Regions from separate parts of the Macaca mulatta genome. Here region 1 is linked to region 2. A link is a contact called in public Hi-C data. All regions are on one chromosome and are shown on one strand. Each heading gives the region's core, a stretch centred on a gene start, on an enhancer-like site or on the middle of the called end of the contact. The rest is flanking DNA. Distances are from core to core; before and after follow the strand shown. Region 1 holds the start of RBKS (ribokinase). Region 2 holds the start of FOSL2 (FOS like 2, AP-1 transcription factor subunit).

The links. A called contact is a pair of places that touch in the nucleus more often than the background predicts.
Region 1: a Hi-C map of liver shows a contact between it and region 2, with 2.7 times the contacts expected there. The contact joins the promoter of RBKS here to the promoter of FOSL2 in region 2. A contact is called at or near these places in 4 of 14 Hi-C or Micro-C datasets (CD4 T cells, fetal cortex germinal zone, fetal cortical plate and 1 more).

Annotation. Positions count from the first base shown.
Region 1 is chr13:97,094,574-97,101,339 of T2T-MMU8v2.0, reverse strand. It overlaps RBKS (ribokinase), which reads right to left and starts at 3,706. Exons shown (of 7, transcript XM_077959853.1): 1 at 3,571-3,706. The coding sequence starts at 3,659. BABAM2 (BRISC and BRCA1 A complex member 2) reads left to right here and starts at 2,052. Exons shown (of 12, transcript XM_028831823.2): 1 at 2,052-2,097.
Region 2 is chr13:96,584,039-96,591,150 of T2T-MMU8v2.0, reverse strand. It overlaps FOSL2 (FOS like 2, AP-1 transcription factor subunit), which reads left to right and starts at 2,914. Exons shown (of 4, transcript NM_001260911.1): 1 at 2,914-3,438. The coding sequence starts at 3,337. It overlaps LOC144333808 (a long non-coding RNA gene), which reads right to left and starts at 4,310. Exons shown (of 2, transcript XR_013402872.1): 1 at 4,159-4,310.

The DNA.
Region 1 (6,766 bases), core at 2,457-4,956, 510 kb before region 2:
TTGAGCCCAGGAGTTTAAGACCAGCCTGCGCAATACAGCGAGAGCCCATCTTAAAAAAAAAAAAAAATAGAAAATATATATTTAAAAAAATAAAAAAGAAAGGTAAGGATTGGGAGACCTGGGTAGCAGCCTTTACTATGCCACTCACTGGCTGTGTGATTTGGAGTAAGTCATTGAAGCTTTCTTCCTTATCTCACCTGTAAAATGTGAGGATAGAATGATAGGTTCAAAGAGTCTCTGAGAACTAAGTATTGTAGGATTTTTTACTTCAAGCTTAACCACTGTGGTAGCAAAAATAACATACTCTCTGCTCCCCTATCCCAAAGGATGTCCACATCCAAATCCCCAGAATTTGTGAATATGGTGTTACATGGCAAGGGGAAATTAAGGTTCCTAATAAGCTACCATAAAATAAAGAGATTATCCTGAATTAATGTAATTAATTCCCCTAATGTAATCACAAGCATTCTTATAATGTAGAAGAGGGAGCCAGAAGACTGGGGGTCAGAGTGATGTGATGTGGGAAAGACCTGAACCACCATTGCTGGCTTTGAAGATGGAGGAAGGGGCCATGATGAACCAAGGATGTGGGCAGTCTCTGGAAGGTGGAAAAGGAAAGAAAACAGAGCCTCCTCTAGAGTCTCCAGAATGGAGCCCAGCCCTGCTGACACCTTGATTTTAGCCCAGTGAGACCCGTATTAGACTTCTGACCTCCAGAACTGTAAAAAAATAAACTTGCGTTACTTAATTATTAAGTTTGGTAATCTGTTACAGCAGCAGTAGATAATTAATATAATCATGATACTAACTGTAACTAGAAAAGTTGCACCCAAGTTTATCACAGATGTAGGGTTTTAAATGAAAATCCTATACTCTGATTTCTGTGAAGATCTTCAGAGTCATAAGTAATGAGAGACCATGAAAAGTTTGTTGAAAACCTGTGGGAATTAGTAGTGAGAGTCTATACGGGAATAAAATTTTTACTAATGATTTTACTAATGATTTTTTACTAACGATTTTACCAATCATTAGTTAAAATTTTTACTAATGATTTTACTAATGATTAGTGAATCATTAGTAAAAATTTTACTAATGATTAGATTTTTACTAATGATTCATGTGAAGAGAAGAAACTTGGATATTTTATGAAGGAAAGAATATGGGCAAGAGGAGAAATTATTCTCTGGGCTTCAGTTTATTTATCTAAAAACTGAAGGACTAGAATAAATAATTTCCAGATTTTTCTAGCTCTGAAATAAGATTTTAAAACCCTGACGGATACTAAAATGGGCTTTTGACACCACTCCCCTACCCCACTCCACAAAGTATTATAGTTATTTTTAGTATCTGATGGTCAAGCTTCACAGAAAGTTCTTAGTTTGGTAACAAGGAAATGGCTCTGAATTTTAACCCTGACACTTTTATTTAGGTAGTATGTATGAGAAAACTTAATTTTCTTTTCTTTTTTTTTTTTGTTTTGAGATGTTTTGCTCTTGTCGCCCAAGCTGGAGTGCAATGGCGCGATCTCGGCTCATTGCTAACTCCACCTCCCAGGTTCAAGCAATTCTCCTGCCTCAGCCTCCTGAGTAGCTGGGATCACAGGTGCCAGCTACCATGCCCAGCTAATTTTTATATTTTTAGTAGAGATGGGGTTTCACCATGTTGGCTGGGCTGGTCTCAAACTCCTGATCTCAGGTGATCTGCCCACCTTGGCCTCCCAAAGTGCTGGGATCACAGGTGTGAGCCACTGTGCCTGGCCCACTTTAGTTTTCTTACTCTTCTGCCACTTCACATATAAAATCACGGTAAACATTTAGCTAGGTGGATTTCGCATGGGATTACCATTTTAGATGAAGGTTTACTGAAGGTTTATTCTTTATGTAACTAAACTTTATGAATTTTTGATGAAACTTTTTCTAAAGTGAAATACATGTCCCATTTTTATACAAAATTTAACAAGTACCATATAACCTTTTATTGAAAAGAGTCATCACCAGTAAAAGCAATTGCTATATTGTGTTGTAAACACAGTGATGTTCTTTCTACACAGGTGTCTGTAATCTATGGCCTGCAGGATGTTCTTGTAAGGCTTGGGAGGTAAGAATGGTTTTTACATTTAAAAAATGTTGTTAAAAAAATGTGACCTAGACCATACATGGCTTGCAAAGTCTAAAATATTTACTATCTGGCCCTTTACAGAAAAGTTTACTGACTCTTGCTCTAGAAAAAGATGTACAGGCCTCTTCAACAAATGTCTCCAACTAGATTCAATTTTATGCTCTGTCACCAAAGGAAAGTATTTTTATTTTGGCACAGTGTCTGACAAAATAGTTCTAATATTTGTGGAAAAATAAAGGTCACTGATATTCAAAATTCTTTTATTGCTTCTTCTTGTTACATAGTCTCCTACTCACCCTCAAGTTTTCATCAGTCACTATAACTGCCTCAAGCAGCCTCTCCTCTCTACTCCCACCTTTCTAATCTCAGTGGAAATTTGGCAACACAGCTTATAAATATTTTAAGGTAAGGTTAAATTGGTTACATGAAGACCCTAGACCTATTTTTTGAGTAGAATACAGGTGGTTTGGTGCAGCAATTTGGTGACTTATTTTGATTGCCCCAAGGCTTTTTTGTTTAGTTCCACTTTCTCTAATACCCTTTGGAAAAGCAACATTTCAGGACAGATGAGGTGTTACTGTAGTATACCTGATCATTTTTATAACATAAAAGTAGCATTACATCTGAAAAGATATTCATCAAAAGACTGAACTGCAGTAATTGGAGTGGTAGGATTTTCTTGGAATATCTGAATTTATTACTACTTTTACAATGAACATACTTTACTTTTATAATCAGAAAAGCTACCTTAATTTAAAAAAAAGATAAATCAGAAGGATCTGTTTACTCAGTCTTACTGACCTAACTCAACAATTTTCATTTGCCATATTTTCTATCATAATTTGATGATAGTTTTTAGTGGTTGTAAATACTGTGTTTATGTTTTTATTTTGATTCATACCTGGCTTGCTGAAATATACGCTGTAAATATAAAATACTGCAGTAATGCCGACAATCAACATGGGGAAAGCTGACAGACTTTTTTACTTCTGCTCGACTCATTATTTTATACAATAAGCTCAGACGAGTAATATCCAAATTGGATAATGTTACGCTTGACAAAACACTTTACTTCATTTAGTCCTCACAACAACCCTGTGAGGTAGGCACATTCTCGGAGGAGGTAAAATGACGTAGGCAAAGTTCCCTGGCTCGTTTGGGGAAAGGCTCAGCAGCCGGGCCAAGAAAGGTCTTTGGGGAGCGCTTTGAGTAATATTAGAGCTTTCACTAAACCCTGGCCTCTTATGTCCCCTCCCCTGAGGTTTACCTTTACAGACTCAAATTCTTTCATGCCGGGAAGGCAGGCTGAGGGGTTCGAAAACCTGCAGCTCATACCCAAAGCTAGCACGGTCTATCCCTGGAGACCCAGCGCCCAAGAGCTCCGCTGGGCGCATAGCGCACGGCACACCTCCTCCCCCAAGCCGCAGACTCAGTAACTCGCCCCGGACTAACCTGACCAGGTCGGTCATGCAGGAGCCCACCACTACCACCGCCGCCACCTCCTCCTGCCACTGCCTCCAGGGTTCCCCAGACGCCGCCATCGCTCAAAGGTGCTGCTGTCCAACCTGGACGCTGACCTCTGCCCTTTGCCCAACCCTGTAACCAGAGACGCCGCTCCTGCCTTCCCTAACGACGCGGGCCTTTCAGACGCCTACGCGGGTCGCCCACCTGACTGCCCGAAATCACCCCGCCCACCAAGTGTCCCCTCTTCTTCCTGGAATAGTCTCCGTGCACAGCCTCACGTAACAGGGCCCTCCTGATGTGGCAAGACTCCGCGCTCCTCGCCACTCACGGGGCAGGCACTGAGGAAGGAACTGTCAGGCACCGCGGGGACGCCTTTCCGAGCGCCCGGCTCGGCGCGGCGCGGGGGCGCGCACGCCGCCCAGCTCTGGGGCCGCAGAGGGGGCGGGGCGGGACGTCCGGGGAGTGCGCACGCATCCGGCCCGCGGCGCGCGCGCAGGTCGGTGCGTCGGTCGGGGGCGCGCTCGGGTACCTGTACCCCACGTAGTCGCCGGTTACCGATCGGACTAAGTTCCAGGTACCTGGACTGGGGCTGGTGCGGGGAGGTTGGATCCCGAGTCGCACAGGTGGCGTGGAGAACCGTGGTTTAAATATGGCCAGGGGACTCGCCTCCTCTTCCTGTGGGGAAGGCCCCCCGTTCCAAAGATGCCCTTCTCATCCCCATCACGCTGATCCCCTCAAGAACGAGCCCCCAAGGCCAGATGCGTCTCTTTCTCCATGTATGGCCCATCCCCTGGTCCCTGTAAACCCCGAGTATTAGTTCCTTGTTGCCTGATGAGGGGAACCATACAGTTTGGGAGAGGGGAGAGTGTCCCTTTTAAGACGTCCCCTAGAGTGGGGTGGTCATTCTTCGGGTCTGAGCTAGCTTGTTTTTCTCGAATGTTGCCCCTTGGGGGAAATTGCTTCCCCAGTGTAACTTCCCTCGTGCGCTGTATGACGTCGACGTGACGCAGCAGGATGCCACCCCTTTCCGTTCCATGACGTCAGCAGGGCACATGTTTCCGTGTTTGTCATCTATTTTTAATTGCAAGAACCTGGATGGCGCTTTAGACGTCTTTGTAATCCCCAGGCCTCTCATCAAAGGACCTTTTGTAACTTTATTTTGGGGTAGCAGACCCTTGCAAAAATTGTAATTTTGCATTTTCCTTTTGCAATACGTCAAAATCAGGAAATACAAATTGCAGGAGAAGCATTCAGGTGACTCTGACCACCATAAATATTTGTATATCTGGGGTGTATTATAGTGCTGCCATGCGTAAGAGTTACTACCGGTGGTGACTCCCTGTCCATGTACCCAGTTTACTGCACCAAAGGACCAGTGTTTTTGGCTAAGTGACCTCTGATTTTGGAGTCATTGTATTCCAGCCTCCCTTGTTTTTTTTTTTAAGAGAAGTCACACCTCCTCGTGGTTGAAATAGATTTTAAAACTGCGTGAAACCTTGCACTGTCAAAAAATAGTATTATGGCTGCCCTAGAAATAAAGAGAATTCATCTCTAAGGTGTCATTCTAAAGTCACGACCGTTGCTGAATTAGAATGTATTGGTGTCACTTTTAGTATGGTTTGGCTTCTAGAGCAAGGTTGTTCCTTTTAACATTTGTCTAGTGAATCACTCTGAACAGGTTCAGCAGTAGCCCAGCAATAGTCCAGTGTGTTTTTAGTGGTAAAGCAATCATTTGTTTAAATTTGTTACTTTTTGTCTGTTCACATTTTATAAGATATACGCTTTAAAAAATCACCTTGATGCTTTTCTCTTTGGTGATCGAAGTTACCAATGTTTATTTGAGAGGAAGATGGGTATAGTGGACTTGGAGAAGCCGGATTCGAATTCTGATGCTCCAACTTCCAACGTTCAACAAGTTACTCTATTTTGTTGAGCTTTAATTTTCTATTTGTCAAGTTTCTTTAGCTTCCATTTGTCAAATGGGAACAATTATTGTTCTCAGGGAACAGAGTTGGGGGAAAGTAAATGAAATTACAGATAGAAAGTAATATAATGCCTGATAGTGGGTAGATAGATGTCTAGATTGTGTTGGTTCTGTTTCCTTCTTTTGTAGAAACAAGAGATAAAGTAATAATAGGTACTGTGGGAAAAAACACAGAAGAACAATTTTGTAATATAGGTGAGACCCTTTTGCTTTTTTATAACATGGGTATATTTGTACTTAGCATATGACTTTGATAAGCATCCCTTCAAGAATTGTGACATAGACATGAAGGTGGAAATGTTGGCGAATGGAAAAAAATAGGCTTCAAAATTATGATGTGGATTAGTATACTGTTCAGAATCAAATGATAATAATTACCCACATTATCTGCAAAATGGGAATTAAAATTCTTTACTACCTCGGGCTTGTGAAGATCAACTGCAGTAGTATATATGGACGCTCCTTATAAGTGATAAAACATTTTAAAAAGTACATGATTTTTATGATTGGTAGTACTGTGTTAGATGTTTAGTCTTACTTTGAAATGAGAGAATAGTCGGTGGGGGTCATCTGTTAAGTGGTCAGAAGAAGAGCTTGTTTTATATTTACAAAAAGGATGATTTTGGAACTGAAGTATAAGTATAAAGGTGTTATAAGTATCTTGAAGATACTTCTGGGTGTCATCACTATATAGGGTCAAAGTGTTATTTTTTGAGCTATCAAATTAGCAAATAAATTTATTATTTACTATCTGAAATAATACATTGAAACAGGTTCTACTTTTCAACATTTATTTTAGCAAGGACTTGCAAGTTTTCATGTGGTATAATGTATGAAAACTAGAACCAGAACATCATTTACTGGTAACTTGCTGGAAATTAATTTTCTTTTGATGTGGCATTATTCTTTAAAATTGAGGAAGGAAACGATCATTTGAATCGACTTATTCCTCTGAAGGAAGAGGCTTTCATTTAGAAATCTATTAAGAAGAATTCGTGTACTCTCTCCCCCAGCCCCTGAGTTTCCAGATAATTTAGATATGATGTATTGGTTCTACTTTTGTGGTTTTAAGTGTAAGGACTTAGTGCCTTAAAGTCAAATACCTTAAGATCCGTGTTAGTCTGTGTTGCTTGATAGCTGCATAGGTGATGTTTTCATAATTTAATTGTCAAGTAGATTTTTGCTATATCTATCCCTTGG
Region 2 (7,112 bases), core at 1,665-4,164:
TGGGCTTTACGGGAACCCACAAGAAAGGAAAGGACCGGGGAGCTAGCAGGCGGGGGCGGGCGAGGGCGCGAGGGTGCGCTCGCCCGCGCGCTCCCGGCGGCGCCGGGCCGGGGCTGGGCGCGCCCGGGACTGCGGAGGCCGCGGAGGAAGCTCCTGCTCCCCTTCCCCCGCCTCTTTTCCCCCCGCATTACTGGAAGGACTGTGTGGGAGAGACCCAGAAGCACCCGGATTTTCGAGCGCCAGGTGGGGGAGGGCGGGGCAGCCTCTACTGCTCAAACGAAAACCAAAAGTGCGTCTGTTCGCGCCGCTCCGACACGCGGTTGCTACTGGGAGGGCTCAGGGCGCTTTCGCCGCGCCTCCCTTTGCAGCCCCCAAGACTTGGCTAGGGCGGCCTGAGGCCCGCGTGGCGCGGGGAGGGGCTGAGAAGAGAGTGGGAAAGTGTCACGATTTCTTCTGTGCCCCTCCCGTCCCTATCCCCACCCCCAGTTTTCTGGGTTTTGCTGCTGCCGCTGGGGAAGGACTGATTCGTTTTGCGTCAAAGGACTGCATTTACTCAGTCCTGCTGGGAGAGGCGCGTAAACACCCAGGCAGGCCAGGACGCAGGGATGGGGAGGAGGAAGAAAAAAGCAAAGCACCCACGGCTGGCGTGCGCGTCCGCCTGCCCCACACCCCTCTCCTGGGCCCGCGGAGTTGGGGACTCTGCCCAGCGGGCAGCAGCGGAGGTGCGAGGAGTCTGGCTGGCCTCGTCCCGTCGCGCACGCGCGCGCGTCCTTGGGGATAGCGTTCAAGACAGAATGTGTTTTATAGCTGTAAACAATGACCCCGAGTATTGTTTGGGATTACCGTATCTTGGGGCCCTTGGGGCGGCCAGATGCCGCCAGCCGTCCCGGAAATGCCAGCGCTTTATATAGAGCCCCAGGAAAGCTTCGCGTTCCCGGCTCTATTTTTCTTTCCTACCAACACCCCCACTTTACAGATAAGGAAACTGAGGACAGAAATTGTGTGACGGTGCACAGCGAGTTGCCCGCAATGGACTCTCAAGAACACCTCTTAACTTTGGGGCCTCATAAGGACCCTGTGGGGTACAGACGGCTGGTGCTACTTAAGAATTGGGTAAACTGAGGCTAACAGACCCTGGGCCAGAACCTAAGTTCCCTGAATTCCGCTACAGTACTTCTCCATTCACACACCATCATCTCAGCAGAAGGACTGGAGCTCCAGAGCAGAGAAGGGCCTAAGGTCATGGCTCCAAACTCCTTCCCTTTATAGGAGGAAACTGAGGCCCAGAGAGGTTAAGGAATTGGTCTAAGATCTCACAGCTCGTAAATAGCGTAGCCGGGCGTTCCTGCTCCAAGGTCTGTGCTCTGTACCCTGCGCCGCGCCCCTCCCAGCCCCGCCCAGTGAGGGAGGAGGACCCAAGTGTCCGGCTACCCGCGCCCTGAACTTCGCTCCAAAACAGCTGAAGACGACAACGTTGGGGCACACCCTCTCGCTGGCTACTTTTTTTTTTTTTTTTAATTCGTAACAGTCGGGAGTTTGCTTATGAACGCCCGATTACTCTTATTAGATGCGTCCTAATTGCTCGGCGTACAGGGCAGCCGGAATGTCTTGCCCGGTTAATTTCATCTTCAAGGCTACTCCTAACGAATTAACTGTAGGACCGAAAACATGAAAAACAAAAATCAAAAAGGGAAGCGGTAGGCAGCCCGCCACGGAGGGAAAAATAGGCAGGCCAGCCCCGCCCGGCGCCGCGCCCCGCCAAGACCCGGCCGCAGGGCGGCGCGGGCACCCTGCGCGCCCCGGGCGCCCGCTGCACTCGGCGGCGCCGCGAAGGGCGCCTACGACCGCGCGCGGCCGCGCCCTCCCTGCGAGCGGCTCTGCGCGCCCAGCTCCCGGCCTCCCGGTGGCGCCGCACCGAACCGCCCGTCTCGCCGTCAGGGCTGTGATTATTTTCTAAAATCCGGAGTCGAGACCGCGCGGCCGCTCTCGGGGCCCCGCCCCGCGCCCCTTCCCGGGGCGGGGGAGAGGCCACAGCGCACTCGGGAGCGGGCGAGGGAATCCCTCTCCCTCCACGTCACCCGAAAGCGAGGAAACCCGCACTCGCGTCCTCTAACGCAAATGACCATCTTTGGCAACGTGCGCCAATGGAACAGACCAAGGGCGCTGGGCCCGGGGGGTGAGCGGGGGGCGGGGGAGGGCCGGGGCTGCCTCGGCGCCCCCCAACCGTGCGGGCCGCCCGCTCCCGCCCGGGCCACCGCCTGGCTTCCTCGCGCGGGGTGCGCGGCTGGCGTCAGCGCGGCCGGGAGCCGGGGCTGGGAGGGAAGAGCTGCGCCCGCCTCCTCCCCTCCTGCGCCTCTTCCTCCTCCGCGGCCTCCTCCCCCCCCGCCTCCTCGTGCGCTCCTCCCTGCAAGGTGGAGTCTGGGGTTGACGTGAGTGAATCCACATGGTACAGGGCTGGAGAATAAAGAGTGTGAGTTGAACTCGTGCCATTGTAGTGACTCATCTCGGGCAGAGCGCTAGGGCTTCGAGCGAACCAGCGAGCGAGCGAACGAGCGGCGCTCGGCGGGGACAGAAAGAGGGAGAGGGAGAGGCGCGGTCGGGCGAGGCGGGCCCGTCCGGGAGCGGGCGCCGGGGAAGGGGTGCAGGTCCGGGCGCCGGAGCGGGGAGCAGGGCCGCGTCCCTCTCAGCGCCAGCTCAGCTTGAGCCCCACGAGCCGCTGTCCCCCTGGCGCGCTCGGGGCCGCGGGACGGGCGCACGCCGCCTTCTCCCAGTCAAGTATCCGAGCCGCCCCGAAACTCCGGCGGCGAGTCGGCCACGGGAAGTTTATTCTCCGGCTCCTTTTCTGAAAGGAAGAAACAGAAGTTTCTCCCAGCGGACAGCTTTTCTTTCCGCCTTTTTGGCCCTGTCTGAAATCGGAGGGTCCCGGGGGCTGGCAGGCCAGGCTCTCTGGGCTCCTAGTCTTTTTAATTTCCAGTTTTTGATTGGGCCGTGGGTCCCGGCTGAGCTCCGGCTGCGCGCGGGGGCGGGAGGGCGCGCGCAGGGGAGGGACCGAGAGACGCGCCGACTTTTTAGAGGGAGGGACCGGGTGGACAACTGGTCCCGCGGCGTTCTCAGAGCCGGAAAGAAGTGCCGTAAGAGGCGCTCGGGGGACGCTGTTCCCGAGGTGTCGCCGCCTCCTTGTCCTCGCCCGCCGCGGTTGGGGAGAAACCCAGGAGCGAAACCCAGAGCCCGCGGCGCGGCCGGCGGACGAACGAGCGCGCAGCAGCCGGTGCGCGGCCGCGGCGAGGGCGGGGGAAGAAAAACACCCTGTTTCCCCTCCGGCCCCTACCGCGGATCATGTACCAGGATTATCCCGGGAACTTTGACACCTCGTCCCGGGGCAGCAGCGGCTCTCCTGCGCACGCCGAGTCGTACTCCAGCGGCGGCGGCGGCCAGCAGGTAGGTGCGGGCCCCGGTGCACCTGGCGGCGCGGGCGGACCCCTGCCCTCCTCTCGCCGCCACTGCCTCTTTTGCTTTCTTTTCCTTTTCTTAGCGAAAAAATACCTACGGGCCACCGTTGTTAAGTTCTGGATTTTCGTCCTCTCCTCCCCCACCACCCCCTTTTACATCAGGGGATTGGGGAGTGGGCTTGAAAAGACAACATGCCCTTTTCCTCCCACATTATATTTTACCCAGATAAACTCCTGGAATTGTAGGCCCCCTACCAGGAAGAGCCTGTTACCTCCTCCCATGAACTACTCCCCCTCCCCAGTGCCCGCCCCTCCTCGCCCCCCGCCCCGAGTCTTCTTTCTGGATGGTGGACAGACAAGAAAATCTTTGCACCCACTGGCACCTTTCGACATCCTGGGACCCTATTCTTTCAGGAAAGCCCTCTCTCTCTCCCCTCCTCGTTCTCCATCAGTCTTAGCTCCTTTCTGAAAGGGGTTGGGGATCCAGAAACATGGTTGGACTCCTTCAAGTAATCTGGAGCGAGGGCGAGGGCTGCCGCTCTGGGAATCAGGTGCGAAGGTCAGGAAGGAAGAAGCCAGCCTTGATTGGCTCATGCCGCCTGTGTGCCCAGTGCATGCCCGCCTGCCCGCCCGTCTTCTGTAAGGGTCGAGGACAGGAGGCTGCACTGCCCCGCAGGAACGAAGGAGCACCGTGAGGGTCTGGGGGTACCTGGAGCAAGGAGGCCGGCAGAGAGAAGAGGGGGTCGGGTGGGGGAAGAGACATCACACAGGCTCCTGGGTGGTTCTGGAAGCAGAAAACAACTTGTTTCTAAAGCAGCCGGACTGGTTTGCGGTGGAGGGATTGTGCGTGTGATCTCTGTGTTTATAAATACCAGGAAGGTACTGTTGTTGCGGGGCGGGGGGGGGGGGGTGCTGATGGCGTGCCTGCCCTCTGCTGCGGCTCCCCACCCGCTCTGTCTCAAGAGAGAGCTGGGTTAACGCAGGCCCAATACAACATGAAGCCCACGGTGGTCAGCATCTGTGGAGTCTAGCACAGTTGGCTGCAGCAAGGGATGCTCCATAAGGCGGTGGCCTTGGCCTCTAGAAGGGGCTGGGGTGGGCTTCCAGGGAGGGGTAGATTCAGCTGGAAAGTCTTATGGAACATGGCTCTCTTTTGGATCTGATGAGGGATCCCTTGTTCCAAAGTGATTCCCTATACCTGATGAGTCCCCAAAATGGCTTTTCTGCCTTCCCTCTGCCTCCCATGGTGCTCCTATAAGCACCCGCAGTAGAGACAGCCTGGTCTGTTCATTGAGGGTGCAGTCAATGCACCGTTCGTATTGAGCACCAAGGTGATGAGTTTTAAATCCGAAAAGTTACTGGTTATGTTTGCTTCCCAGCCCCGTTGGTGGTTTGTATTGAATGTAAACATCCTGAGGGAATAGGCTGAAGTCTGTACCCTCCGTCTCCCGTTCAACAAACCCCAAACGCCTGTCCTCCTCCCTGGAATCAGGAAGGGATCTTTTGATTTCTTCCCTGTTCTTTTCCCTAATGTGTCTTTGGCAGTTATCGTTGGAGTATTACAATCTCACTGCCTGGCTTAGCATAGACCCTGGGGCCTGCCGGGATGTCAGACCGGACATCATTGCCCCAACTGAATAATCTGTGTCACTAGGGCTTTGAGCCCAGGATGTGAGCGGAGGCAATTCCCGGTTTTGGAAGAAAATCAGACAGGAAACCAGTGCTAGGAAGAAGGAAGAGAACTCAGTCCAGCAGAGTGTAATAGGGCCTCATTACCGAAGCAAAAAGCAGCTGTTGGCTAATTCCTAGCATGCTGTAACACATGAGGATTTTGCAATTAGTAATAACCAGTGCACGGGGTTCTCACATAGACGCCTGCCCATTCGACCTGGCAGTGTGTGAGACGCCTTTCAAACCAGAGGGACTGGCAAGGTAATGCCACTTGAGACGAGGTTCTTGGCCTGTCCGCTCCTTGGTGTGGTCGTGGTTGGGTGGGGGACGAGGAGGAACGGGGTGGATTTTTCCGTCGTTGCTCCAACTGTGAACAAAATCGTTCTGTGGTCCTGAGGACTGACCTCAGAGGCTTTTGTTCCTTCACAAGTCTGTGCTATGACCTTGCCTGATCTTGGGCTCGAGGTAACTTTACTACATACTAGATAAAACCTGTAATCACTTTATTTCTCTCAGCTTCCTTTACTGGGAGACTTCCCTGGCAGTTAGTGGATGGGCCTTTCTCTTTTATGGCATATCTCAGTGGACTGATCCATATGAGACAGTTCTCTGGTTTTTCTTTGGGGAAGTGAATTTTATTTTTTTCAGGTCTCTCTTTTGGGAGTCCAATATTCCTGATCAGTTTGTTGCCAGTTCTTCAACCCAGAGCTTTCCCATCCCCTCTAGCTTCATGAAGCTGGATCTTAACACATGGCCATGAGCTCCAGTGACTTTGGGGGTGGGGGGAGCAGACTAGTCTTTGTTCCAGCCTCTGTTCTTATATATGGCAGGAACTTGAGGCATGAAAAATATTTCCTGTTCCAGTTATAGTTTTAATCTCAAAAGTTGGTCATTGGTGATTTTGTTTTGTCAGTAGTTGTTGCACACACCTCCCCTTCTTGGATTTTTCTTTTTGCTGTTGTTTTTTCTCTCCTAACTTTCCTAGGAAAACATCTCCCAGATATATGCCCTGCCTGGCTGCTTGACTATTACGGTTTCAGGGCCTGAGCATTACGCAATCCAGCCAGTTACACAAACACAGGTCATTTCATAACTTGTTTTCATCAGCTGGCCCCCTTTTAATGAAAAAAACAAAACAAAAACAAGACCTAGAACTTTTCCAAGGCTGCTATTTGTTTCTCAGATGACTTGTGAAAATAAATCAAGGGCAGTATTTCCTTTTTGGAGTTAAGGAATACCAGACTAACACTCTTCTTCCTCAACTACTCCTTCCCAAGACACACAAACACACACTTACACACACACACACACACACACACACACACACACACACACACACACACACACACACACACAATTCCCCAGAGTGAACTTTTGCCAACTGTACCAGACTGGGACATTCCTCACATCAAAGAACTTTTACCAGAAATGACTGTGATTCCCAAGCCAGCCTCAATCATACCTCTCTAGTGCCCTCTACGGGAAATTTGTAGGACAACTATCTTGGGAATGTATTTTTCTAGTCCCAGAGTGTTAAATTGGTGAGTTCGGAATTCTTAGGATGCTTTTTCTTTTTAATGAGGGACAAATAAATGCCACATATTTAACCTTGGTTAACTAGGAACTGCTTGACTTTGAGTTTCTTTTTTGTTCTGTTCTAAATAAAACCTGGTTATAAAAGGAGTGCTTTTTTCTTTTTCTATTTTGATGTCTGTCTGTTCATTAGGGTGCCTTCACAATTTGTTCAAATTCCCAAGGCGTGTTTTCTTATGTGCTTATGTTAGGAGGGGGCTTGTTCAGTTGGTGGGAATGTGGGAGGCATAGATTAAGGGTCTGGTGCTTTTTTTTCCCCCTTGATCTTACAGATGTTGCAGATTAGGATCAAACAAAATGTTATCCCAAGAATTTGTCTGTTCCGCTGATTCTTGATGGTGGAAGTCAGCTTCACTTTTTCATCAAAGGGACTGGGGTGAAATAGCAGTCATGTATTGT